Linked DNA regions of Mus musculus: all the other regions are linked to region 7. The links are chromatin contacts, called in public HiCAR-type and promoter capture Hi-C maps. All regions are on one chromosome and are shown on one strand. The core of a region is the stretch at or near the end of the contact, and the rest is flanking DNA. Distances in the headings are between cores, read along the strand shown.

Region 1 (3,660 bases), core at 1,101-3,600, 1.5 Mb before region 7:
CCAATTAGGCTATATGGGTCAGTTTCCTGTACAGATGATGTTATAAGCTAAGAATAAAGGGGCCTTAATAAACAGGTATAAAGGTATGTGCTGGCCTGAACTGTGGCATGTTGAGGTTCCAATGACTAGAGAGAATCCTCAGGGTACAACGAATTTCGGGGCAGTGATTGCATTCATTTAACATTTTTAAGCTGCCAAGAAGCACTTAAAGAACTGTTCTAAGTCCTCAGTCATCGGGGAAATGCAAATCAAAATGACCATGAGATCCCACCTTACACCAATCCTAATGGCTAAGATCAAAATTTCAGGTGAATGTTGGTGAGGATGTGGAGAGAGAGAAACACTCCACCATTGCTGGTGGGATTGTAGACTGGTACAACGACTCAGAAATCAATCTGAAGGTTCCTCAGAAAACTGGAAACAGATTTACCTAAAGACCCAGCTATACCACTCTTGGGCATATATCCAAAAGATTCCCTGCCATGCCACAGGGGCACTTGTTCCACTATGTTCATAGCATCCGTATTTGTGATAGCCAGAAGCTGGAAACAACTGAGATGTCCCATGACAGAATGGATACAGGAAATGTGGTTCATTTACACAATGGAATACTACTCGGATATTAAGAATGAGGACAATCCTGAGTTTTGCAGGCTAATGGATGAAACTAGAAAGTATGATCCTGAGTGAGGTAACTGAGACCCAAAAGGACATGCATGGTATGTATTCTCTAATAAGTGGATATTAGCCAAAAAAGTACAAAATACCCAGAATACAGAACTCAAGAAGGTTAACAAGCCAAAGACCCAAGTCCTCAATCCCACTTGGGGGGGAGGGGTAGAAAGCATTAGGAGGGGGTGGGCAGAAGGAGGGACCTGGGTGGGAGAGGGGACAGGGAGAGGAAAAGGGGAACATGATCAGGTATTGGGGTAAGGGAGAATCAGGAGTGAAGCTCTGAGAGCCAGCAGAAAAGAATAGAAACCACCCCCCTCAGATGGGGGGACCCTCAGAGACCTGGGAAGTGAAAGACTCTCAGAACTCAAAGGGAGGGACCTTAAATGAAATGCCCAACAGTGGGGAAAGGGAACTTATAGAGTCCACCTCCAGTAGAAAAGCAGGACATCAAGTGGAGGGATGGGGTTGCCATCCCACAATCAAAAACTCTGACCCAGATCGTCCCTGTCTAAAAGAACTGCAGGGACAAAAATGGAGAACAGACTGAAGGAAAAGAGGTTCAGTGGCAGGCCCAAATTTGGATCCAGCTCAAGGGGAGGCTCCAAGGACTGACACTACCCTCAGAGAGGCCCAACAAGCAGCTGACTGAGACAGAAGCAGATAGTTACACCCAACCATTAGACTGAAGTCGGAGACCCCTGCGGTTGAATTAGGGGAAAGACTGGAAGAAGCTGAGGAGGAGGAGGGCAACCCCATAGCAAGACCAACAACAGTCTCAATTAACCTGAACCCCTGAGTTCTCTCAGACACAGAGCCACCAACCAGGCAGCATACATGAGCTAGTCCGAGGTCCCAACATATATACAGCAGAGGACTACCTGGTCTGGCCTCAGTGGGAGAAGAGGCACCTAACTTGAGAAACGAGGCCCCAGGGAGTACTGAGGCCTGGCGGGGGCATCCTCTTAGAGAAGGGGTAGGAGGAATGGGATGAGGAACTGTGGGAGGGGCGGACCGGGAATCTGGCAACGACTGGACTGTAAAAAAAATAAAAGTAACCAAAAACATTTTTAAGCAGCTATGCGGCTTCATGAAAGCAGTGGTTCCCGAATTAGTCTCAATCATAGTGTAACACACGAATGATTTGTGCCATATGTCTGTATCACCAACAGTTAAACATTTTTAAGTACAATAGAAGACTATATTAAGTCCCTGATTATACACACACGCGCAAATTTGCGCGAGAAAATTTCACGAGATTGAGTCCTTGCTGGTGACGATCTCCTTGCGGCAAGGAGACCTACAAGTGTGTCGATCTGTTCGACGAGACATTCGTCCTGCCAGTTTCTGTGAACTCGGTCACCAAGTTCGCGGTACCGGGAAGACTACAGTAAAAGTGGCGAGGGACGACCTCCGAGGAACAGGGAGTGCCGACGACTCCCGGACTTGCGAGGACTCACGGGCAGGCCCAAGACGGCTGGGGTGACTGTGACGGCTGCAGACGCAGCTGGGATTACAGGCTGCATGTCTTTTGCAGAAAAAGAACTCAGAAAGGATAACCTACAAAAGCTGCAATCTAGTCCGGGAGACCTCTAGCCTCTCCCCAGGAGCTGGGCTCGTCCCGCCTACCGGAGCAGTAGAGCACTGCATGCGTAGAGGGCCGCCGGTACAAGGGGGCGTGGGCAAGCTCGCAGTGCACACCGGGAAACTCGGTCCTCCGACCCCATCTTGCTTTGCTGTCTGCAGCGGTGACCGTGGGAAAGGGCAACTGCTAGAGCCATGAAGCTCCTCAGCAGGGCCGGGTCCTTCTCGGTGAGCATGGGACGTGCGTGGGGCAGGGCTGGGGACGCTTGTCGGCCACTCAGGAGCTGGGTGCGGAGTGTGCGGCCTTGGCCTCAGGCCTGGGTCTGCCCTTCAGGTAAACCCCGCGGAGAAGGGGGCTGCCAGCGAGCCGAGGCCTGGGAGGCTCGGCGGGTCCTGTGAGCAGCCGAGAGCTAACGCGGGGAAAGCGGAAGAGGAGGGTGGCCTGGAGAGTGGCGGAGAAGCGGCTCTCGGGAGATTCCTGAAGGTCACTCGAGAAGCAGGTAGGGTGTAGGCCAACGCCACCCGGGCCGCCTGCTTCCCCTACCTACGACCTCTGCCCCTGGGTTGATCCCGAGGCGTCGGTTTCCCCAATGCGTGCGAGTTTATTAAATTCACAAACGCGGTGCGCTGCTTATCTCAGTGCCGGCACCTTCGTTCCTGTCAGTACTCAGTCCCCGCATTCCTTAAGATGCTCGTTTTCTCGGGGTCCCATTTAAAGGCTTCCTCCAGGAGGGGCTCTTGATCTTTCTTCAAGACTAGCCCTAAAATATGTAGTTGTCACTTGCGGTGAGGAGAGGAGTACCTCATGTGTGTCAGCACGTTATCACGCTGGAATCGTGGTTTTCAAGAGATGAGAATGGGAGCATTTAAACTTCAACAAGGGCTAATTTGCCCCTACTAGCCGGTCACATGCGGAGCTTTTTATTCGTAACCACCTGTTGAGAGAGTGCTTCTAGCATCTAGAGGTCAGCGGTGCAGCTAGACATCCAACCATACAACAGCAGCCCCTACAGCACAGTTACAACGCGGAAATGCCAGGAGTGTCTGTGTTGAGAGACGACTAGACAGTGATACACCAGGCCTGGGCATAGTGTTTCCTTGTGCTTTATACTTACATATATGTGTTGTACAAATTTAGGCTGCAGTTGTATTCCTTGTGCCTAGACAGACCAATTGCTAGCAGTCCTTAGAGAGCAGGACTTTCCATGTGTTATTAAAACAAAGTAGAAATTGTATCTAAGTCTTTCCTGAAAGGAACCCAAAAGAAGCAGGAGATTTTAAACTTCACTACCCAAAAGCACAGAAGTGGAAGTGTGGATTATTCATATGTGGACTGTTACACTTGGATGTTACAGGAATTACATCTTGGGCACAGCTAAAAATTCACAGCTAAAAATCACAAGT
Region 2 (3,673 bases), core at 693-3,192, 1.3 Mb after region 7:
ACTTAATTCCGCAGCACCAGGCAATGCAGGACAAGCTGGAGTCCCAGAATTGACAATTTTGACAGGTCATCTGTCCTGGGATGGGAGTCACACACAGACCCTGGGAATCCAAGACTCATAGGAAAGACTCTCCCGGTGCTCAAATAGCCAACACGAGCAGGTAAAGAGGACGTTTGAAGATAGAAAGCAGGTAGCGCATGGCCTCAAGACGGTGCCCATCCAAGACATCAAGGATCTTCTAAGGACATGGAGACTGAGAGAAGTGAAGAGCATGAAAGGTTATCTATCGGCCAGGTGTGGTAAGAGAGGCTTATGGGAATTCCAGGAAGAGGTTAACATATAAGAAACATAGGCCTCCTGTGGGAACTGAAAGTGGGCAAGTCTGGCCAGAATGTAAAACTAGGAAGAGAGACTAAGGAGAAGCAGGGGCCCACAAAACCCTAACCAGCTTTCAAGGCAGAAAGCTCTCAAGACTTTGCATAAAACCAGCAACTTTCCCTTGTCCCACACAGGACGAAACCTAATCAATAACAAATCTAACAAAGGCATTGTGGCAGCCACTAAGTTTTGATTCTGCCATGCATATCTGCAAGGAGTACAAGACTCACAAGAAAATTATCACTTCTCATCATATTTCTTGTTCATGCCATTAGGATTACTCGCCTTGACCCTAGTCTTTCTCTAACTCTACACGCAACAAAAAACTAGGCATGTGTGGGTTTAAGGGGCAGGGACTGAGTCTGGATAGAGGATACCAAGATTACATGATGGAGGGATTTTTCTTCCCTTCTATTTTTCTTTTTAGAAATTCAATAACAAAACTTAGCAAAAGGTTGGGGGAAATGAAACATTGTAAAAAGCAAATTTAGAAAACCCAAGAGGAAGTAAAAGTATTTTCGTACACATAAAAAAAGAAGTGTCTCACGTGCTTCAACCAAACCAAACTGTCCTTAACTGCTAAGGGAGGAGGGTAACAGCAAGAGCTGTGAAAAACCCATCTATCTTCGTGCAGAATAACCAGCAAATTGGTTCGGCAAAGCTATCCGCCCTGCAAGACCTTGAAATATTTGTTCCAGATAGCACAGCACATGACAACAGCCTCCTGAAAGCTCTAAAAACCGCAAATCGTTCCTGTTCTACAGCCTACTCATCTACTGTCCCTCCTGTATTCTTTCATTAAAAAAAAAAAAAATCAGTTTCTTGTCAAGCACTCACTCAGTGTCAGAAAATACCACATCCAAGGTGAGATGAGAAAAGGCATCCTTTTCGCTTTCCAAACCTCTAGACCTCAAGAACTCACAGCAAACTCCCAAAAGCCTGGATTTTGAGACTGCAGTTCTCGATTCCTTCACAGAGGGGAGGGGGGCTGAACTTAACTGGGCAAGCCACAGTAGCCTAACACCCCTTAGGTTCCCAGTGACCAGCAAGCTCTTCTAGGAGGAAGGCTGCAACAGCGGATCAGCGGGGAGAGCCTGAGAACACCGGCCCCAAAGCTGCGCGCCTGGCACTGCGAGAGGCACACAAGTTTACGGAGTTTTCGCACCAGGCGGCGAGCTCCGGCTGGCGGGGACAGGGAGGAGTAAAGACCCTCGTGAGTCTCCCGAGGACGATGCTCCTCCGGCCAGGACAATGGGCAGCGCCCAAGCCGTAGCTAGGCGCAGACCCCCGCCCCGCGGGGCCCAAGGCCGGGCCGCGCCCGGCTCTCCCCGCTCCCCGGCTCCTCGCGCGCAGGACCGGCCCGCCCCCCGCGCGCCCCCCGCCGGCGCGACCCGCGCACTCGCCTGCCGACAGTCTGATTGGCCAGCTGCTTCATGCGGTTGAATTGCTTCTTCATGGCGGCGGCGGCGGTGGCGGCGCGGCAGGCGGGCGGAGGAGAACTGGGGACCGTCTGGCGGGTCCTACCTACATCGCTTCCCGGCCCCGGAGGCGGTGACGGAGGCTACAATTCGGCCCCGCCCCTCGCCGCGTCACTTCCAGCGTCGCCGCCCGCCCCTACCACGAGTTGGGCCGAGCCTAGCCGAAAGAGGCCGAAACCAGAGAGGTGGAACAGGTGCGGACGGACCCAACATGGGCGGAGTTAAGTGGTTCAGGGCGGGGACCAATGAGGCCGCGCCGAGGTGGGTAGAGCCGAGCCGAACAGGGTCGAAACTAGATAGGTGGAGCCGAGCTTGGTCCGGCCGAAACCGGAGAAGTCAGGCGTAGCTGGACGGAGCAGAGCTGGGCGAACTTGAGTGGAGCCGAACCAATCGGTGAGCGGAGAGGAATGGAGTTGAGCCAATCGGAGACGGACGAGAGTGGCTCTGCTAAGAAGAGCGGAGACTACCCCAGCCCGGCACCTGGACACAGCGGTTCTGAATTAGAGCTGGGCAGGATGGGCCGAGCAGAGCCAAACTTAGCTACCTACTCTAGTGGTGACAACTAGAACGCAAGTGAGCCTCGCAGATCCTGGTCCGGTCCGGCAAGGCGGAACACAGGGATGGGGTCTTGTCCAGTCGGACCCGGAGTCAGGCCAGCCCGGGAAGGGGTTTGGGGGGAGAAGAGTCCGGCCAAGCCGAGCGGAATAGTAGTCCTAGACGAGTGATGCCCGGTCAAGTGAAGGCGAACTGAAACGAGCTGAGGTTAAGCTGAGCGAGTGGACCTAACCTATAGCGGCGGGTCAGACCAGGGTTTATCCTAACCTAGCAGGAGTGAGCTGAAGCAGATCTATAGGGTGAACCAGCTCCGCGCCCTCAGTACTTGAACTGGTCCATGGGAAAGGCCAAAAGAGTAGGGTCAATCAGATGAGGACCCCCAGACTCCCCAGCCAAAGGAGACTGGCCTTCCCTAGGCCCCTGCACTGATGGGCCTCTGAGTCCCCGCTGCCATAAATGACCGCGAGGTTCTGATTCCCAGCCCTACAGTAACAGGCTGGGGAACTTGGTGGGATCATTTCGCATTGCTGAGCCCTTTCGTCCAACTGAGCCAAGTTAGTTTTATGACCCGCAGCCATGTCCTCCTGACTTGGCAGCCTTGGCTCCACACAACATTCCCTGTGCCCCGTGGGCTAAGGCATCCTTTACAGGCTGTGCGATGGTTTAAAGTGTCAACGTGACAGAATCTAGAATCACCTTGGAAACAAATCTCTGTGTGTGTCTGTGAAGAAGTTTCTACATCAGGTTAATTGACGTGGGAAGATCCACTCTAAATGTGGGCCACAGCATTCCATCATCTGTGGCCCCAGACCGCAGAAAACTAGCTGAGTTAGGAGCTTTCGTCTCCTTCTGCTTTCTGAACGTGGAGGCAGTGTGGTCTTCCTGCGAGCTGCCTCAAAAAACTGTCTATTGCAGTGCCTTCCCCATCATGGTAAACATCCCTTCCTAGAACTGGAAGCTGGTTTAAATCCTTCCTCCCTCACATTGCTTCTTGTCCTGCATTTTCTTAAAACAGAGAGCAAAATAACTAATGCAGGATGCATCTTGAGCTCAAAGAACAAGAAAATTAAAAATCTGTAGCGATTACAACACAAGTGTGGACCCTCAAGTCAGGCAGCAAACTGCAAGTCACCAACATTAATTACAACAGGAAGTGTTGAAATAAGGCTTTGTTTTGGTTTGGGTTTTTGTTTTGTTTTGTTTTGTTTTGTTTTTGAGGAGTCTCATAGCTGAGAATGGCCTTAAATTACTGATCCTCCTGC
Region 3 (3,817 bases), core at 1,083-3,582, 1.2 Mb after region 7:
GAAGTTTAGTATCAGAGGCTACGGTGGCTCCTAAACAGCAACGACTTGGAACACCAACCTCCTAGAAACCCAGAAGTGACTGCAGAATTCATTTCGGCTGTTGACCTTTACAGTTCTGCATTTCTTTTCTCTATGCTTTCAGTTTTCGTCAATGCTTTTTCCTCTTTGATGACGGATTTTCCTGCTTGTTACTTGTTAACAGGCATGAAAAAGACTTCTCAGAGTCTTCCCTCCTGACCCTTTGCAGTAGCTCCCAGAAGTTCTTATACTTTCCCCGAGCACAAGGAATGTGGGACACTTACCCCGACGCAGAGTGTGCGGGCTGGGACCGGCTGCACTGTGAGGTGTGCTTACTGAGAGCTGATGGGAGTTGCCACCTGTCTGAGCCTGGTTTGGGACCGTGGTCATCTGGTTGCTGTTCCTTCCTGCTGCAGGGACAGCTGCAGACACGGAGTCTTTGGGTTTTGGAGGACTGAGAAGGGTAAACGTGAAGTTACAAGTCAGAGGTCAGGCATTCCCTGGTAGAAGCTAAGCACATAAAATCTAGCTCATCCTTGTAGGGGGGTTGGGAATGTGAAGTTCCAGGACTTCTTACAGATACCAAAAGTCAAGGCTGTGGCAGCCCTGTATACAAAATGGCATTAGAACCTAACTGTCAACACCTTCCTGAGCCACCTCTCATAACAACCAAGACAGTGGAGAAGCTACCGGAATGCCGGGTATGCTGTACCGTCTGGAGAATGGCAGACAAAACAAAACAGTGTCTAACACAATGGGGTTTTGTTTTTAAGATCTGTGTGTGTGCTACATGTGTGCAGGTATGCACAGACGTTAGAGGAGGACTAGAGTTACAGGTGGATGCAAGCCTGTGGGTGCTGGGAATTGAAGTCTGGTCCTCTGGAAGAGCATCGGGTATTTTAAGCACTGAGCCATCTCTCCAGCCCTACAGAGAGAGTTTGAGAAATCATCGGAACCCAGAGAGATGAAGATTATCTGACATTTTAAAGAGCTCGGATTGGGCAGATAAGTAGATCTTACTCAGAGACTAGGCATTGAGATTCCCTGTAACAGACTAAGTTTCAGCTCCTTTGCCACAGAGATTAAGGCCAAGCATCTCAGAGCATCCACAGTAAGCCTCATGTTCTGTTTTGCATGTCCTTAAATTGGGTGTTATTTTAAGCAAATGAGGCTTGGGGACTTTTTCCTAGCTGTTGTACAAAAGTAACAAACATAAAGCAACTCTGCCATCAGTTACCTGGACTGAGGAGCTCTGAGGAGCTGCCCGATGACAGCCTAAAGCTGACAGCCAATTCAGGCCTCCTACTTCCCGGCTCACAGCTTTCTATACCAAAGATCACATTTTGTCAAGGTCACCAAAGGGCAGATGCCATTGAAGTGTGCACAAAGATATTTCAAGTATAGAAACTAGAAGGCAGACTGATGGCTGACACACACTCCTCTTTCTGCAGACGGCTGACTACTTCCTTAAATATTCAGCTTTGGTTAAACAAACTGCATGTCATAAGGAAATTGGCTTATCACTTGGACAAACAAAAACCATTTACTCTAAAACCAAGGCCCGCATGTCGGAGTGGTCACTGACAGCATGGTACCTCCAGCACATTCCTAAAGCACAGCCAAGACTTCTTGACTGAAAGATGGACTTCCCTAGATTACAGGACTCATGGATGAACATAAGCACTGAGTCCAGCTACGGCGATAAAACAAGAGTCCTGTGCTCTCTCTGACGTCTACTGACATACCTTGCAAGTGCTCCGACCTGAGCTACATCCTCAGCCCTATGCTTTAGTTTTTACTTTGAGACAAGGTCTCACTGTTACCCAGACTGGCCTTGAACTTGTAATTATTCTTCCTTCCAAGTAACTGGGATTATGGGCTAACCACCAAAAAGATGCAATCAGAGTTCCGCAAGGAAACCCATCTGTGTGATAAACCACACATGGTAAACAGGCTTTGCTTTGTGCACATGTACTGCACACATATGCACATTTGTGCATTTGTGACCATGGGGCACTGTGTGGCTGTCCAAAGACAAGGACTAAAACAATGACAACTGAAACATCAGCACTTGGGCAGGGCTCATCTCCTGTAGAGCCACCAGATCTGAAGCAGAGATCAGTCCTGCAGTGGCCTCTGCTTGATCAGTGGAGAACTGGGTGGTACAGAGCAGAAATCTCCAGCCTGAAGGCCTCGTAAGGTAATCCCTGTGAAGCCCAGCTCCCAGCATCGTGTCAAAGTTCAAGCAAATGAACAAGCCTTTTCAGAACACATGCCACCTTACTTTCTTTCTTGGACCCGTGTGCCTAAGGGGTGGAGGGACCCTTAGTCACCCAGTGTGCTGGCAGCCTGGTGCAACAGCAGCTATTTGGCAACTCTGTGCAACTGAATGTAATTATTAAATGAGCAAACGGATGACAAATGGCAAGAATCCTGTGACTCAGCTAGCGCCCAGGCAAAGGGTACGTGAACACTGAGAGCTACACACTGAACAGGTAGAGGCCGAGCACACCATTAGACACCTGTTAGTCTCTACTTTCCAGCACCAAAGCACACCAACATGTGCTGCTAAGCAAACAAGCAATTTGCAATCTCTCTCCCCCACTAACCAAAGGAGTGAAAGCAACTTTGGTTTGCTCTCTGCCGCCACGCCAAAGATGGCCACTTGGAAGTAGGCAGGGGCATCCAGCCTTGTCTGCCAGCAGAAGTGGGCTCCTTACCTGCTGTCACCTGGGCTCAGCCCCTGCTCCAATATGCCCGTAGAAGAGAAGACAGGCCCACCCCCTGAGCTGCTGTCAGCCCTAGAGCTCTGAGAAGGGGGCTCTGGGCCTGCTGGAGCCAAGGCGTTGCCATCCGTGGGCGGGAGTGGCGGCTGGAAAGCGGGGGCTATGTGCTTTCTATTTAGAGTGCCACCCCGCCGGTGGGCCTGGAAGTCCATTAGCTTCACACCAAAGCTACACAGAGAGAAGAAACAGTCAACACACCACACATGCCGACTAGAGAGACAGAAGCCCGCAGGTTCTCACTGTTAAAACCACTGAAGGGACGCCGCCCACGTTGCCCAGCATGCAGGTAAGTGGCAAGACATGTCAGCGGTCATCCCAGTTACCAAAGCAAGCACCTGGTTCTGGCTTTGAACCCTAGCAAAGCCAACCTCACACACTGATCAACAGATGCCCCTGAGCAGGTGGTGTGTGCAGCTGAGAGCAAGCAGGCAGCCTCATGTCGAGTGACACAGTTCTGTGCCGATCGATCGATCGAGTTCCCATCTCACATGTGAGGAGGTGGAAGCCACATCCATAAGCACACCAGTGGCTGTGCAAGGCCACACCACTGCCCCTGAGCTTGCAGGAGACACAGACGCAACTGTGTGTATGTGTGCATTTGGCTGAAAGCTATGGATAGCTGGAAAAAACAGTTGGTTTCTGGTAGGATGGCGTCTGGAGGATGGGGCAGAAGGAACACACTCTTCATTCAGAGCATTAGGGTCTGCATTGCCAAACCTAATTTTCTTTTTTTTTTTTTTTAAGATTTATTTATTATTATATGTAAGTACACTGTAGCTGTCTTCAGACACAAAAGAGGGTGTCAGATCTCATTATGGATGGTTGTGAGCCACCATGTGGTTGCTGGGATTTGAACTTAGGATCTTCAGGAGAGCAGTCAGTGCTCTTAACCGCTGAGCCACCTCTCCAGCCCCCTAATTTTCTTTTCTTAAGTTTGGAACATTGAGAGCCTGGACCCCATTAACTGATGTTTTCTGGAGAATAAGCAGAGCAGACAGCTAAGAATGGTGTGT
Region 4 (3,581 bases), core at 555-3,054, 1.2 Mb after region 7:
TACTCAACCTAGAGGTCACTGCTTTGGTTGGGGTGGCTGGCAGTTAAACTCCAGGAATCTGTAGGTCTCTGTGCCCCGTTGCAGGAGTTACATACTTACGTGGGTGCTAGGGATTGAAACCAAGCTCAAGCTTGTTCATCAAGTGTTCTAATCTGCTTAGCCCTATCCCACCCCAACCTCCCACCACCTCCCCAGGTAGGATTTTTCTTGTAGTTTTTCTAAAGCCCTAAGATGTCTCCCTGGAACTCTCAAGTCCTCAGAGCAGCACTGTGGCTCCCTTCACTCCCTTCACTGTGGCTTCCCTGTCCCTGGACGAGGTCTGGGGACATTCAGCCATCCGCTTATCTTTCATTCAGCCTACTTACTGAGCAAGGAGAAAACATAAGTATTTCCAAACTGGTTGTGAGCCACCATGCGGGTGCTGAACTCAGGACCTCTGGAAGAACAGCCAGTGTTTTTAACCGCTGAGTCATCCATCTCTCCAGCTCCTAGTACTTCCAAACTGGATCATTCAACTTAGAAAAGCAGAGTTTTGTAGTGCACAGTAGCCTCAAAGGGAAAGCTCTAGCTGGTTTGACAATCCTCCCATGGACTGACTCGTGGGCTGACTTATAGCAAAGCTACTGTCATGGTGGCACCTGCACAACAAATGCCACTGTTGAAAATGCCCATGCAGTCTCCAAGATGATCACTACTACATAAACAGGTGCCTAGAACATCTGCCACGGGACCCCCAGGGCTTCCTGGTCAGACTAGAGACCCAGAAGTCCATCCACACCATCATAGTAAGCTGTGTGCTGCCGTCAGTGACCACTGCTGGCCAGACTGAGGCACTCTAGCATCTGAGAGCAAGCAGCCATCCCTCCTCCTGAGCACCGAGTGCAGAATTTACCTGCCATGCAGCAGGGACTGGGGAGATCCTCACTGTATGACGGACGGGTGCCACCAAAACCTGACTTTTACTTCAAAAGAGGCAGTAAAACAATTCCAATGTAACCAGGCAGAAGAGCGGCTGTGGCACAGAGGACTGCCTTCCCCAGCAAAACCCACGGCCACTAACACAACTAGGGCAGTACTTTTCAAAATGAATGTGTTTAAAAATGAGGAGGAACGAAATGAGCATGGTGGTGTCGGCCTATATCTCGTGCTCACTGGGGAGGCAGGAAGTCAGGAGTTCAAAGTCATCCTCAGCTAACAACAATCAGTTTACTGCCAGCCTCGGCCTCAGTAAGATCGTGTATCAGAAAACCAAAAGAGTAAGTGCACCTATATTACTATAGACGTTTAACTTCTAGATTAGAGAGGAGGGAAATCATCCCTCGCTCCTGTCACTCCACACTGCAGGTGAAGCTACTGTTATCAACTTACACATCCTTCACTCGAAATCTAAACTAGTGATTCCCAACCAGAGGTGACTGTCCCCTTACCACCACCCCAACCTCCCAGGGACATCTAGTGTGGACTTGCTGTGCTGGGAGTGCAAGACGACCTCCACTCACCGCATCACACTGTTTTCTCCTTACCAGTGCTGACCAGGGGCTGAGTTTCCAGCTGCATTAGCGCCCACTGCTGCTGAACACCCTGCCACACACTGAGGGCTTAGAGGATACAAATGCATTATTAGCTTGCAATTCTAGAGGTCGAAAGTTCAAAGCAGCACTCGCTGGGCAGAAACTCAGGGTCAGCACTGCCAGGCTCTTTTCCGGACAGTTGGAGGAGAATCCACTTCCTTCCTTCCCCAGCTCCTGGAAGCCACCCGCATTCCTTGGTCCTTTCCTGTACTGTGCAGGACAGCAGCAATGGACACCCTGTGCTTTTCTTCCCAGTCACAGCTTCCTATCAGGACGCTCAGTGACTCCCTCCTTCCATGGCTACCTGAAAACCCAGTGTCACTGCTCCTTCTATCTACGTGGAGCCTTGGCTCCCCTCTGCCATTACAAAGTCATACATGCACAAGTTCTGGAAACTACCGTGTGGACACCTGTAGGGACAGCAAGTATCCTTTTGCCAGCCACAGGCCCTAAATATGAACAGTGCCAAGGCTGAAGAACCCGATCCCAGTGATACATTGACACACATATAGAATCATGTGTATGTGACAGCCATCCACACAGGTCTGACAGGCAGACATACCTGAGGAGCATCCTCATAGGTCAGAGCCCTCAGGCCTACCTTGTAAATACCTGTATGTGCCCCTGCCTGTTTAAACACACTGAGGCCACTACATGAAACTAAGGCAGTGCTTCCCAAGCCCCCCTCCCTGTGGAGTCTACTTGACCATGACTAAAGACGGGTCCAGGGTATCAACACCCATATCACAAACCGTTCTGCCAGGGCTGCAGGAGCCCTGTAAGAGCCCTACTGAGAGCGGAGACACCACAGCTAAGACAGCCGGTGTATCTTAGGCACAGAAGAGCTGTCTCAGCTGGTCTCTCCCTCAATTCTTACATCAACTCCATGAGGTAAGAGCTTCTACCAGATGAGCAAAGTAAGGCTGTGGAAGGAAACTTGCCTATGGCCACCCTATCAGAGGCAGAGACTCTGATTCAAACCCAGCATACTTCATCCTGCAGCCTTCTCCTTGTTTATCCAAGGGTTCAGCAAACTACATCTGCAAGCCAAAGCCAGTCAGAGAAGAGAGTTTTTATTATTTTTAAATAGTTTTTTTTTTAAAAGAGGAATAATGTTTTATAGCACTTGAAATTCAAATGTCAGCACGTGCGATCAGGTGTGTGTGCATGCTCGCACTTGTGTATACATGCATGCATACATATGCATGTGTGTGCACATGTGTATGTTTGTGATGGTCACTGTTAAAACTTTAACTTGCCACAACTTGAAATCACCTGAGAAAGCCTCAGCTGAGGAACTGTCTGGATCAGGCTGATGTGTGGCGTGTCTGTGGGTGATCAGGCTGACGTGTGGCGTGTCTGTGGGTGGTCAGGCTGACGTGTGGCGTATCTGTGGGTGGTCAGGCTGACGTGTGGCGTGTCTGTGGGTGGTCAGGCTGACGTGTGGCGTGTCTGTGGGTGATCAGGCTGACGTGTGGCGTGTCTGTGGGTGGTCAGGCTGATGTGTGGCGTGTCTGTGGGTGGTCAGGCTGATGTGTGGCGTGTCTGTGGGTGATCAGGCTGACGTGTGGCGTGTCTGTGGGTGGTCAGGCTGACGTGTGGCGTGTCTGTGGGTGGTCGGGCTGATGTGTGGCGTGTCTGTGGGTGATCAGGCTGATGTGTGGCGTGTCTGTGGGTGATTATTTTGGTTGATTGATACAGAAGAACCCAGACAGTTGTGGGCAGTGCTATTCCCTAGGCAGGAGATCCTGGACCACATACGAGGAAGAAACAAGCCTAGAGCAAAAGTGGCAGCAATGAGCAGACGACATGGGACATCTGTCTCTGCCTGCTCTGACTGTGCATTTGGAATGATCATCCGCTAAACTCCGCTTAACTTCTCCTCAAAGACAGACTATAATCTGGAATGTCAAACTAACTAAACCTTTTCCTCCACCAAGATGCTTTTTTCAGGGTGTTTTCTCACTGTCTCAGAAATGAAGCTAGGATAAACAAACACAGTCTATAAAT
Region 5 (3,442 bases), core at 773-3,272, 1.3 Mb before region 7:
GCGGGGAATGTTCATGCTGACAACAGTCTGAAGTCCTGACTTCCCCTGGGAGAGCAGGTTTACTGCTCTCAAACACCAAAGAGCCTACAGGACACAAGAGATCTGCATAGACCCAGATCTGGGCTAAACCATGCCTCTGTATAACCTTGGAAAAGCCACTTTCCTAGCCTGTTCCGTGTGCTAAGTGGAGGACAGTTAGGAAGGTTGTGAGGAATGGTATGAGGAGTACTCTCGCCTGTGTGCAAGGTCCTTTTGTTACCAGTAACACACTACTACAGACCGTCAGATGCTGTGATAAGACCCATGACCAAAAGCAACCTGAGGAGGAAAGGGTTTATTTCAGCTTACAGCACACAGTCAGTCCATGAAAGGGGCATTTGACCCAGACATAAGGATTGGGACCCACAGGTTGAGAACCACTGGCTGAGACTTAAGCACACTGGCTGTGCTTCAAGAAGGCCTGGTTTTAATTCCCAGCACACACATGGCAACTCACAACTGTAATCCCAGTTCTGGACAACCAGACACTCTTAGACAGACATGCAGACAAAGCGCCCATACACATAAAATAAGTAATTTTTAAAAGGTGGATTTTTGGCTCATGGTTCTGGAAGTACAAAGTGTAGAGGATGTTTCTGGTGTTTTTGCTGGTACAACTTCAAGGTGGTTCAGGTCTTCAGGTCTTTAATCTGAAAGCCCAGGCCAGACAAGCCTGTGGCAGAATAGATATTATGGTGTTTCTCCTGTCAGTAAGTCTATTAACAGTTGCTTTATTAAATGAAATAGATCACACCCTTTCCTAACTGTGTCCCTGGGCAAGATACATTCTTTATAAGTCTCAGTCCTATGATCTGTACAATACAGCTAGTCGTGCCTGCATACCTTATATAGCTGACTGCAGCTGGATGGACAAATAGCTCAAAATGTGCAACTGTTTAGATTTTTACTCTAAAGTATACGGTGAGATATGACCTCAAAGTACACATGCCTGCCTCCACTGGTTTTCAGTCTTTACATCTTCCAAGGGCTACCTTCCTTCCATGCACTGCACCAGATTTGAGTTTTGAGAAAGGGCTTCACCATGTAGCCCAGGCTGGCCTTGCTTTTCTGGGGACTGCAGAGGTCTACCACCATGCCCAAGTTCCCACCCATTAAGCACTATGTGCCAGGCCCTAGGCTCAGAGTTAGGAATACTGTGATTTTTCCCTCCAGAGAGTCCAGGAAGGCTTGACAAAGATTTTTCTTTTTTGTTTTTGTTAAGACAAAGTTTCTCTGTGTAACAGCTCTGGCTGTACTGGAACTCCCTCTGTAGACCAGGCTGGCCTTGAACTCACAAAGATCCTTCTGTGTCTGCCTCCTGAGTGCTGGGATTTGCCACCACCGCCCGGCCCTGATAAAGTTATTAATTAAAAATTATAGAAATAGTTGGAATTGTCAGGTAGGCCGAACTGTATAAATTTAAACCGAATATATGTTTATATACAAATATTAAATTTAAACAAAAATATATAGGTTATATATTAAATATTTACATATACGTGTATAATTTTCTATACTTATATTTATAAATTTATATGTAAATATTAAATACATATGTGCTTACCATGAATTTGGATTCTTTATGAGTTTTTAACACAATTTTTGTTGTTTTGCCCCCTCCTGCTCCTTCGTTACCCCTCCCTCTCTTGAAAGTGTTAAATTTCTTCAAAATTATGTCATGAAATCCTTAAGATTTCCCTTTTTTTTTTTTTTTTTGAGACAGGTTTTCTCAGTGCAGCCCTGGAACTCACTGTGTAGACGACCAGGCTGGCCTTGAACTCAGAAATCCGCCCGCAGTCTGTCTTCCAAGTGCTGGGGTTAAGGGTATGCGCCACCAGACACACAGCATGAAATCTAACGTTAGACCCAGGTGTCTAGGAAGCGTTCAACAGGCGGGGGAGCCAGAAGACAACACGGCGGCTGCATGGAGGTGATGGCCACCCGGGGACGGCCACGTGAGCCCGGGCGTGCGCCCCGTGCGTCAGTCCCGCCCCAGCCCTGGTCCCAGCCTCCAGCCTCCAGCTCCAACCCCAGCGGCAGCAGCCCCAACTCCAGCCCGTGCTCGGCTCCAGCGCTCCGACGTCTTCAGGCGCCCCACTGCGGCTGCGGGCCTGGCTCTCTGTCGCCTGCGCTTTGTACCGGGGATTCTCCTCCCTCCCTGCACCCTGGAGCGCCCGGCCGCCAGCCTTTGCCAGCTCCTTGGGATCCTTGCGGCCGTGGGCAGCAGCTGTCGCGCCTGCCACACTGTGGGAGGTAGGTGACGGGAAGATGGGGAGCCCGCGCGTCCCGCTGCAGCAGCCCCCCGAAAGGCCACTGGGGCGCTTCTCTGGTTGCAGAGCTTCCCCCGAGGCTCAGTGTTTGCGTCTGTAAGGAAGGAAAGAAAGACGTTGGCAAGCGGTGAGCGCAGTTCTGGTTGCACCAGGCAGCGCACGCGGGCCTCCGCCCGGGTCTCCTCTGTGCCTCGGCGAGCCCGCCTGTCCCCCTGAAACGCCCAAGTAACATTTCCCCTCGCCGGGTTCCCCACACTAGAGGCCTATGCGGGCCTCAGTTCTCGGAACCTCGAGGTCTGAGCTGCATACGCCCTTGCAGCATTGTTGGTTGAGGGAGTTGGGGTGTTGGCAGGCGTTGGAGACTTGTGCGCCAAGGGGCTGAGCATTCGTATGCAGTTGGTGGCGCGGGGGCGGGGACCTCCTGGGTGAGCCCTGGGCCAAAACTAGCTAGTGTCGGCTAAGGGGATTGCGGGAAACCTGCCCAGCTGCGCCCTGTGTGTGACTGATCGCGTGCGTTTCGGAAGAGTGAGATCTGACTTGGGAATTCTCCTTGGGGGAGTATTTCTGCGTCCTCCGCGATGAGGCGCTCCCTGGCTTGGGACCACTGAACAGATATTACGGAGGAGAAAGCCGAGGTCCAGAGTGGACCCCAGATCCTCAGAGGCCAGGTAGGGAATGTAGAGTAAGTAAACAAGGATTGTGAGTGTAGGGGTTAAGAGTGAAGTTTTGGGAAGACTTCCCGGGGAAGGTGCTGTTTGCTCTGTGAGGAGGACGAAGCCAGTGGAGGGAGTGGGTCCAGGCCGTGTTCAAACCCCGACCTTAGACAGCTAGCTCTTCACCCCTCTCTGCTGCGGCAACAGTTCCTGGGAAAGGAAGGCTAGCGGGGAGCGACTCCTTTGTTCCAAAGAACTGGGTTCTTTTGAGAGTCTGAGCGCGTTAGGCGTGACTTTCCTGAATGGCTCATGCCACGCTGTTTCACAAACATAGTATTTTCAAACCTTTTACCCTGCACTGATCAGACTCGCCCCAAGAGATCTTGTCATCCACAGCTGGCAGCTGTTAATTCCCCCCTGGGAACGGCCTGTAGGAACCTAGGGGTGCACGGCAGGATCGAGTTGTTTTTAGGGTTCCTT
Region 6 (3,593 bases), core at 318-2,817, 1.2 Mb before region 7:
TGTGAGTATGTGTGACAGAGAACAGCTTGTGGATGATTCTTTTTCTATCATGTGGGTCCCAGGGATTTTTACATGCTTTTACACGCTTAGCCATTTCGAAGGCCTTACTTGTGTAACTTTTAATAAAAATTATGTACACAAGAAAATAATTGGAAGCAAAATGCCATATTGGCCAGGTGCAAGGCTGTAATTCTGGTACTTAGGAAGTGCAGGCAGGAGGATCAGAAATTCAAACTCATCAATGCACGTAGTTCAAAGCCAGCCTGGGCATTGTGAACCTTAGTTTAAACAACAAATGAATATGTATGCATGTTCAAATGTAAATGCAGAAATGAGTTTAATTCTAGGTGGTGGAAATATGGGGTGTGTGTGACTATTTTTTTTTTCATCTTTTTCAGTGTTTTAAAATATCTAGGGCTGGTGAGATAGCTCGGTCAGAAGGTAGGTAAACACACTTGCCTCGAAGCCTGACAACCTAAGACGCCCCCACAGGGTGGAACAAAAGAACTTATTCATCAGGCAAGTTGTCCTCTGACCTCCACGGCCCGCCCCCGCCCGTTCCCCACTCCCAAACAAATAAATAAAGTAAACGTAAAAGTCTGTATGGGCATATTAACATGCAAAGATACTTAAAAATAAAGTCTGGTTAAAAACAAAAGCAAAACAGAAAATAAATCAAAAGTATAGTGAAAAACCAGCCAGCTGTATATCTCTATGTGTTACTGTGTTAATATTTATATACCAACCCATTCACAATATGAACAAAACTATTTTCTATGGAGATAAACATTGACAGCAAAAGAGCAGAAAGGATGTACAATCAGCCAATAATGCTGGGTACTAGGAAACTAGAGCAAGTCAAAGCTCGAAGAATCTTATTTTGAATATTACAAAGAATATATTTTATCTGCAAAGTTTTAAAATTGTTTGTGTACTAAAAATTTAAACACGTAAATTTTCAGATAGAACTCTGCAGACCTGGGGTTACAGTTCAGCTCTGAGAGCTTGGTGAAAGTTACTGACAGAACCAGACATCGAATTCGGGTTTTTGAGTGTCTGAGTGGCTTAACCTGACACCTTAACCAACTGACTCAGAACGCAAAATAAACTATCCTTTGCTTTAAAACTTATTTGGAACAAGCTTGCATCTAAATACTTTTATTTCAATAAGTGGCATGATGATAATATTGTTTATGGCAATTTCTATCGGCAGGAAATAAAATAAATAAATATAACTCCAAGAATCGAAAGAAAATATACGTGTCAATCCAATAAGTAGCTTCTTAGAAAACGACGTCAACAGCTGGGTAGTGTGGCCGAGCGGTCTAAGGCGCTGGATTAAGGCTCCAGTCTCTTCGGGGGCGTGGGTTCGAATCCCACCGCTGCCAAGGCAGGCTTTTTCTTTTGTCTCAGCGTCTTTCGCTCTAGGTTCCTTCTGCGAGCGCAGCGGCGACCCCTGCTGTCGATGTGCGCTCTCTGCACCACGAGCAGCTCGCCGAAGGGGCGGTCCCGCGCGCGCCGGGGCGGGGCATTGTGGGTAAGAGGAAGCGCGAGGGCCGGCCCCGCTCCCCCCACGTGTCCGGCGGAGTTTCTCCAGCAGGAACATGGCCGCTGCCTGATAGAAGACCCGGCCGCCGCCGTCTCTGCAGCCCGCGGGTCCCTGGGCCGTTCCGCCGCCCGCGCGCGGCCCCGGCGGAGAGGTGAGCCCCGACTCGGCAGCCTCGGGATCCGGGTCGCAGCCGTCGCACTCGCTCGGTGCTCCGGGCCGCGCTGCTGACTAGGCCAGACAGGCCCCCGCCGCTGCGTGCCGAGGGGCCGCGGCCTCCCGGGACCAGGGCAGGGCGCAAGGTGGCCGCCCGGCTTTCCAGGCCGCCCCGGGCCTGGGTCGCTCCGTTCGGCTGGACGGTGGGGAGACGACGGCGGTGCGGCCCGCGCTGACTCAGGCTTCGGCCGCGCTGCCCCGCCCGGGCCTGGCTCCCGAACCGCACCTGCGAGGGCACTGGTGCCCGGTGGCGTGGCGGCTTTCGGAAGAGTGGGAAGGGCGCCTGAGCACCGGCGACATGGAGAAAGCCACTGGACTCGGGGCCGCCTGCATGGGCAGGGGTCGTTGAACCTGGTCAACTCTGCTTAGCCCGAGCGGGCCCGGGACGCCTCATTCATTGATCTGTGTTTAAGCAGAGTGGCGACTGCTTCGTGGACCCGGGGACCTTCCAGTAACGGGGGATGGTGCACATACCGGGTCATCCTGGAATATTGTTTTAGAGTTCCTGGGTTTGGGAGCGAAAAGATAAGATCATACCTTTATCTGTGAAATGGGGATATGATTCCCGTGCTACGGTGTTTTAATGAGTGTAAGATGGGTGACACTCCTGCTTCTTTCATTTGTGGCTGTCTTGTTCGGTCTTATATTGGAAGAAAACATGTTGCCACGTAGCAACAGTCCTTCTAGGTTCGCCTTATCCCTTTGAAGCCGGTGTGTGGTTTAAAATAGGAAAGGACCCAGGGTTATGCAATTCACGTCGCTAATCAGCTGCTATATTGAAGAGGTAGGATTTGAACCTGTAAGGTTTTGCACGGCAGTCCAACCTCTTAACCACTACACCATACTGCCTTTTACCAAAGAGATGTGCAGCATGTTAGTTAAGAATAAAACCAAGGCTCTTGGCATCAGCTAGATTTGGATTTCTTTACCTGTTTTCTTGGGGGGCTGTGACCTTGGGTAAACCAATTCGAAGTTGGGCACTATAAATTTTGATTTGCACAGCTAATGAGAAGAGTATTATTTGGTACTATATTGATGCCTGGCATCATTAATATTTGGGAGAAAGAACTGTGATTTTTTTTTTTTAATTTTAAAAGTAATGATCCCATAACCACGACCAAGTATAATTATTATCTCCACTTAATGGTCCAGGAATGTGAAGCATAGAGAAGCCTTCGTAGAGTTTAAAGTCTAGTACAGAGGACAGCTAACACCTGACCAGCAAGCAGATCAGGAAGTTCCAGCTTAGGACCATTCAGGAAATAAGGAATTATGCTTGTAATGGAAGGGGCTGGAAGCGGCTGTTTCAGTTGAGTTGTCAGGGAACACGTCTAATCCTGGAAGGACTGGCAGTGGTTACATATAAGGAAAATGAGCATCCAGAAAATGACTTGGTGAGCCGGGCAGTGGTGGCTCATGCCTTTAATCCCAGCACTTGGGAGGCAGAGGCAGGTGGATTTCTGAGTTCGAGGCCAGCCTGGTCTGCAGAGTGAGTTCCAGGACAACCAGGGCTATACAGAGAAACCCTTGTCTTGAAAAACCAGAAAAAAAAAAAAGAAAATGACCTGGGATTGTTGTGCAGAGTGTCCTCAAGGATGCTTGGGGCTTGGCCTGTTAGAAGTTCAGTAATTGGTCACTAGGCCATGAGGAGATGCTTATGTGGAGACAGGGGTAAGATCGTGTAAGGGCTTAGGGGTCCATGGAAGGATTTGTTTTATGGGACAGTTGGAGGGTTGGGAGCAAGGCAGCAATGCTATAGTAGCATTGCTACTGACAGTCACAAAGAATGGCAGTCTCTTGAGCATTGGAGATAGGAGGGTGGAGCTAGGGA
Region 7 (3,398 bases), core at 236-2,735:
ACAAAAATACTTTATGCACAACTTAAGTTTGAGAAGTAACATTTTAGCTTAATCTGAAATTGGTCTCTAGATCCTAAGGCACAGCAGCTTTACTGCCCTTTTTTTTTTTTTAAAGATTTATTTATTACATGTAAGTACACTGTAGCTGTCTTCAGACACACCAGAAGAGGGCGAAATATCTCGTTACAGATGGTTGTGAGCCACCATGTGGTTGCTGGGATTTGAACTCTGGACCTTCGGAAGAGCAGTCGGGTGCTCTTACCCACTGAGCCATCTCACCAGCCCCCTTTACTGCCCTTTTAACACTTTTATAATGACAACCTTTTGGTCTAGCCAATGGGACAATGGCCTGCCTATCTATTACACTGTCGGTGAATCTCAACACAGGATGTAGAACCTTAGCTCTTCTTGTAGCGTGCAGGTGTGACTGAAACCACTACTTCAGGAAGGTCACTGAGTATGAGAATCGGTTCTTCAACTTGGCCCAAAGTCTACTACAGTACTTCCTAACCTTGCATGCACACTGGAACTTAAAACGCCATGCCAGGGCTTGATACCAGCGGAAAGAGTCAGAAGGGGAGCGGGAAGAGGGCTAGTTAGGGTTGAAAGTGACATCCTCACAGAGTTTAAGCCCCACACTGGTTTCATCAAATATGCAAACTACACAGGACTTGTTTCCTATCCTTACTTCCAGAAAGTTCACAGACAAAAGGTGCCACAGGGGGGAAATTACAATAGAACTCTGGGAACCTAGAGAATACTCTGCAGAGGACTATTATGGGCAAGTGGCTTTCCTCTTGTGTACGTCCTTGGAAGTGACCACGGTAATTGCCAATCGCAGTAGGTGCTCTACTCGAACTCTCACCTAAACTTCATTGCCACTCCGCAAGGATGAGAGCTGGTGTCCAATTTTGTTCTTCAGTCAAGACTGGGTCAAAAGCCGGGCATGGTGGCGCACGCCTTTAATCCCAGCACTCGAGAGGCAGAGGCAGGAGGATTTCTGAGTTCAAGGCCAGCCTGGTCTACAAAGTGAGTTCCAGGATAGCCAGGGCTATACAGAGTCTCGAAAAACCAAAAAAAAAAAAAAAAAAAAAAAAAAAAGACTGGGTCAAAGTCCTGTGCTCTAATCATAAGACACTTAGCTTCGCGACAGGGGTCAACCAAAACCCGTCAGGCAGTGGGGCTAGCCGTGTACCCCATCACCCCTGCAGGTTCTGTGCAGCCCCTCCCCCAACCCGGACGGCCCGGGGCCCTGACCCCTGACTAGCCCCGGCAAAGTCACCGCAAGTCACCTGCGCGAGCGCCAAGGCGGACTGCAGAGCCCCGGGTCTCCTCCGGATTCCCTCAGGGCATAGGGTGGTGCTGAGCGGCCGCGCCAAGGCCAACGTGGGAAGCCGGGGCAGCGGCGCGAAGGCCGCGGGCAGGCGGCGGACACAGGCGCAGAGGACACGAGACGCCATGGCTACGCCAACCCAGGATGCACTGCGCCGCAGCCTCCCGCCGCGGCCGCAGCTAGCGCCGTACGCCGGCGACGTACAGAGCGGCGCTTGAGGGCTGCGCGGGCGCGGGCGGACCCTAGCGGCTCCCAGCCGCGCTGCACCCACCTCCTTTAGAAGGACAAGGGCTGCTGTGGTTGCAACTGCACAAATGCCATCTAACCCTAAACACTGTCACTGACCCAAAAGAGAAACCGACTTGATTCTTCTCCCAAAGTTCTGAAATATATTGTTGGCTGTCAGTAGAGAGGAAGCGCCTAGCCTCGCCGAGACTTGAAGTAGCGAGGTACCCAGGGGGGTCCCCACCATCTCAGAGACGGAGAAGGGGATGGGGATGGGGGAAGGATTGTGGGAGGGGCTGACCGGGAGCGGGGAGGTAAAGTGAATAATTAAAAAATAAATAAATAAAGAGAAGTTTTAGGCAATCAACAATATGGGTTGGCCCACAATCAGCGAAAGGGGCACTCTCAAGCCTCAAATTAATTCATTAAATAAGGTTTTTCCTCCTAAATAAAAAGGATAGAGAATTTGAGAGGGGAATATGCTAGATTGTGAATTTTATAATGTCTAGCCTATGGGAGAAAGAGGCAGGAATTTCAGGGCAAAATCAACTCGACAGTAATTTTTTGCCTTTTCTTTGTGTCCCTTTCTGCAGAATGGTATATTAAAACTGCATCATTTTCAGAAAAAAAAAAAAAGTTGGGTGGGGATCATGGCATAGTGGCAAACAACATTAATACCATCACTCTGCAGCCAGGAGGATCTCTGAGAGTTGAAGAACACCCTGGTCTACACTGCAAGTTCCAAGCCAGCCAGGGCTACATAGTGAAACCCTATCTCTGAAAAATAAAATATGTCACGTTTCTCCCATAGCGCTAAGATTTTGTTATTGTTGTTTCAGTGAAAACTCAGTACACATTATAAGTGTGAGTTTTAAGACTAGTAGCCAAGTAGGTGTGACTGTCACGTCCTCATTCCCAACTCCAGAGGCTGAGGCAGGAGGATCATCTTATGGTGGTAGCCTAGACTACATAGCAAGGCCCTGTCTCAAAATAGATAAATAAACAAATAACCCCCCCCTCCACAAACCTCCCAAACTCCGTGTGCTTACAGTAACCTGGAGACCAGGAAATGGTGAAGTACAACAGTACATATTTTAAATTTTGATAATGCATGGATGTAGGGAATTTGCCTAGCATGACCGTTCTAGGTTCAGTCTGCAGTACAGCCAAAAGCGAAACTGGACAATGTGTGTATATTACAGATTAGGCAGGTTACTTACAGCTTTGCAGGTAGAATTCATTTTGACACTTCAGGATCTGAGACGGTGAACAAAAATGGACAAGTGAAGCCCACACACCAACTAGACACTAAGCAGGCAGACACCAAAGTCAAACTCCTGCACTAACGCACCTTCAAAGTGCCCTTTCCTTTGTTTTCAGCTAAGACTTTCTGGTGTAAGTTGAACATGCCTAGAAGCGGCCCTGTTCATCCCTCTCAATATCAGAAACGTGTACCCCATAACCTAAAAAATGTGCCTAGTACCTTCATCAATGATTTAAACTGAGCATGCTCAGAAGTCAGTGTGGGGATAAAAGTGTGATTACAAATGGGCCAACCTCCGTGTGGATATATGTGGAGGGGCTCACTGATAACGTTCCTCAGTGGCTTTGTTTAATGAGTTTCTTCCTTTGAGAAGAACCCCTTGGCTTGCCTGACTGATGCGGGCACTGCATTTTACTATGTCTCAGCTGTGCTACTGGGTAAAGCAGTGTTTCCTGAGGATCAGTCACTTGGACTAACATCCCCCTCAGACTTGACTTGACTACTTTCCAAAGAGGCCCTCTTCTAGCAACAAGTATAATAACTTTTGGAATTCACTCAGCACACAGTTAATGTAGC

What was found. Promoter capture Hi-C pulls out the DNA fragments that hold promoters and counts their contacts. HiCAR-type assays count read pairs that join an accessible place to other places.
Region 1: a HiCAR-type map of astrocytes shows a contact between it and region 7, with 4 times the contacts expected there. The contact joins the promoter of Uqcrc2 here to the promoter of Ndufab1 in region 7. A contact is called at or near these places in 4 of 39 promoter capture datasets (the C10 cell line, liver and pre-B cells), 2 of 484 Hi-C or Micro-C datasets (cardiomyocytes and liver), 2 of 115 datasets of contacts at active chromatin or transcription factors (astrocytes and cardiomyocytes) and 1 of 9 other capture datasets (adipose tissue).
Region 2: a contact with region 7 is called in a HiCAR-type map of astrocytes, with 5 times the contacts expected there. The contact joins the promoter of Arhgap17 here to the promoter of Ndufab1 in region 7. A contact is called at or near these places in 2 of 39 promoter capture datasets (embryonic stem cells and liver), 2 of 115 datasets of contacts at active chromatin or transcription factors (astrocytes and embryonic stem cells) and 2 of 9 other capture datasets (adipose tissue and liver).
Region 3: a promoter capture Hi-C map of hippocampal neurons shows a contact between it and region 7, with 2.6 times the contacts expected there. The contact joins the enhancer-like site here to the promoter of Ndufab1 in region 7. A contact is called at or near these places in 6 of 39 promoter capture datasets (the 3T3-L1 cell line, the C10 cell line, hippocampal neurons and 2 more).
Region 4: a contact with region 7 is called in a promoter capture Hi-C map of liver, with 2.8 times the contacts expected there. The contact joins the enhancer-like site here to the promoter of Ndufab1 in region 7. A contact is called at or near these places in 4 of 39 promoter capture datasets (the 3T3-L1 cell line, liver and pre-B cells), 1 of 115 datasets of contacts at active chromatin or transcription factors (embryonic stem cells) and 1 of 9 other capture datasets (adipose tissue).
Region 5: a contact with region 7 is called in a promoter capture Hi-C map of liver, with 4 times the contacts expected there. The contact joins the promoter of Eef2k here to the promoter of Ndufab1 in region 7. A contact is called at or near these places in 1 of 39 promoter capture datasets (liver) and 2 of 115 datasets of contacts at active chromatin or transcription factors (astrocytes and pro-B cells).
Region 6: a promoter capture Hi-C map of the HPC-7 cell line shows a contact between it and region 7. The contact joins the promoter of Polr3e here to the promoter of Ndufab1 in region 7. A contact is called at or near these places in 2 of 39 promoter capture datasets (the HPC-7 cell line and pre-B cells).

What each region holds. Positions count from the first base shown.
Region 1 is chr7:120,632,839-120,636,498 of GRCm38.p6, forward strand. Uqcrc2 (ubiquinol cytochrome c reductase core protein 2) reads left to right here and starts at 2,351. Exons shown (of 14, transcript NM_025899.2): 1 at 2,351-2,484. The coding sequence starts at 2,452.
Region 2 is chr7:123,367,973-123,371,645 of GRCm38.p6, forward strand. It overlaps Arhgap17 (Rho GTPase activating protein 17), which reads right to left and starts at 1,943. Exons shown (of 20, transcript NM_144529.2): 1 at 1,782-1,943. The coding sequence starts at 1,834.
Region 3 is chr7:123,291,734-123,295,550 of GRCm38.p6, forward strand. It overlaps Arhgap17 (Rho GTPase activating protein 17), which reads right to left. Exons shown (of 20, transcript NM_144529.2): 17 at 2,739-2,972; 18 at 303-472. Among named protein-coding and RNA genes, the nearest start is that of Arhgap17, 76 kb to the right of the region's middle. Within about 2 kb of position 2,333, at least 23 of the 459 cell types and tissues checked have an H3K27ac peak or open chromatin away from gene starts, as enhancers often do. A contact at or near this core is called in hippocampal neurons, where this site is marked.
Region 4 is chr7:123,336,882-123,340,462 of GRCm38.p6, forward strand. The region is part of intron 1 of Arhgap17 (Rho GTPase activating protein 17); the gene reads right to left. Among named protein-coding and RNA genes, the nearest start is that of Arhgap17, 31 kb to the right of the region's middle. Within about 2 kb of position 1,805, at least 22 of the 459 cell types and tissues checked have an H3K27ac peak or open chromatin away from gene starts, as enhancers often do. A contact at or near this core is called in adipose tissue and liver, where this site is marked.
Region 5 is chr7:120,840,809-120,844,250 of GRCm38.p6, forward strand. It overlaps Eef2k (eukaryotic elongation factor-2 kinase), which reads left to right and starts at 2,023. Exons shown (of 18, transcript NM_007908.4): 1 at 2,023-2,292. Gm36449 (a long non-coding RNA gene) reads right to left here and starts at 2,703. Exons shown (of 2, transcript XR_378468.3): 1 at 1,791-2,703; 2 at 319-712.
Region 6 is chr7:120,916,211-120,919,803 of GRCm38.p6, forward strand. Polr3e (polymerase (RNA) III (DNA directed) polypeptide E) reads left to right here and starts at 1,568. Exons shown (of 21, transcript NM_025298.4): 1 at 1,568-1,700. It overlaps n-TLaag4 (a tRNA gene), which reads left to right and starts at 1,307; the gene lies at 1,307-1,388.
Region 7 is chr7:122,100,363-122,103,760 of GRCm38.p6, forward strand. It overlaps Ndufab1 (NADH:ubiquinone oxidoreductase subunit AB1), which reads right to left and starts at 1,486. Exons shown (of 5, transcript NM_001360744.1): 1 at 1,293-1,486. The coding sequence starts at 1,460.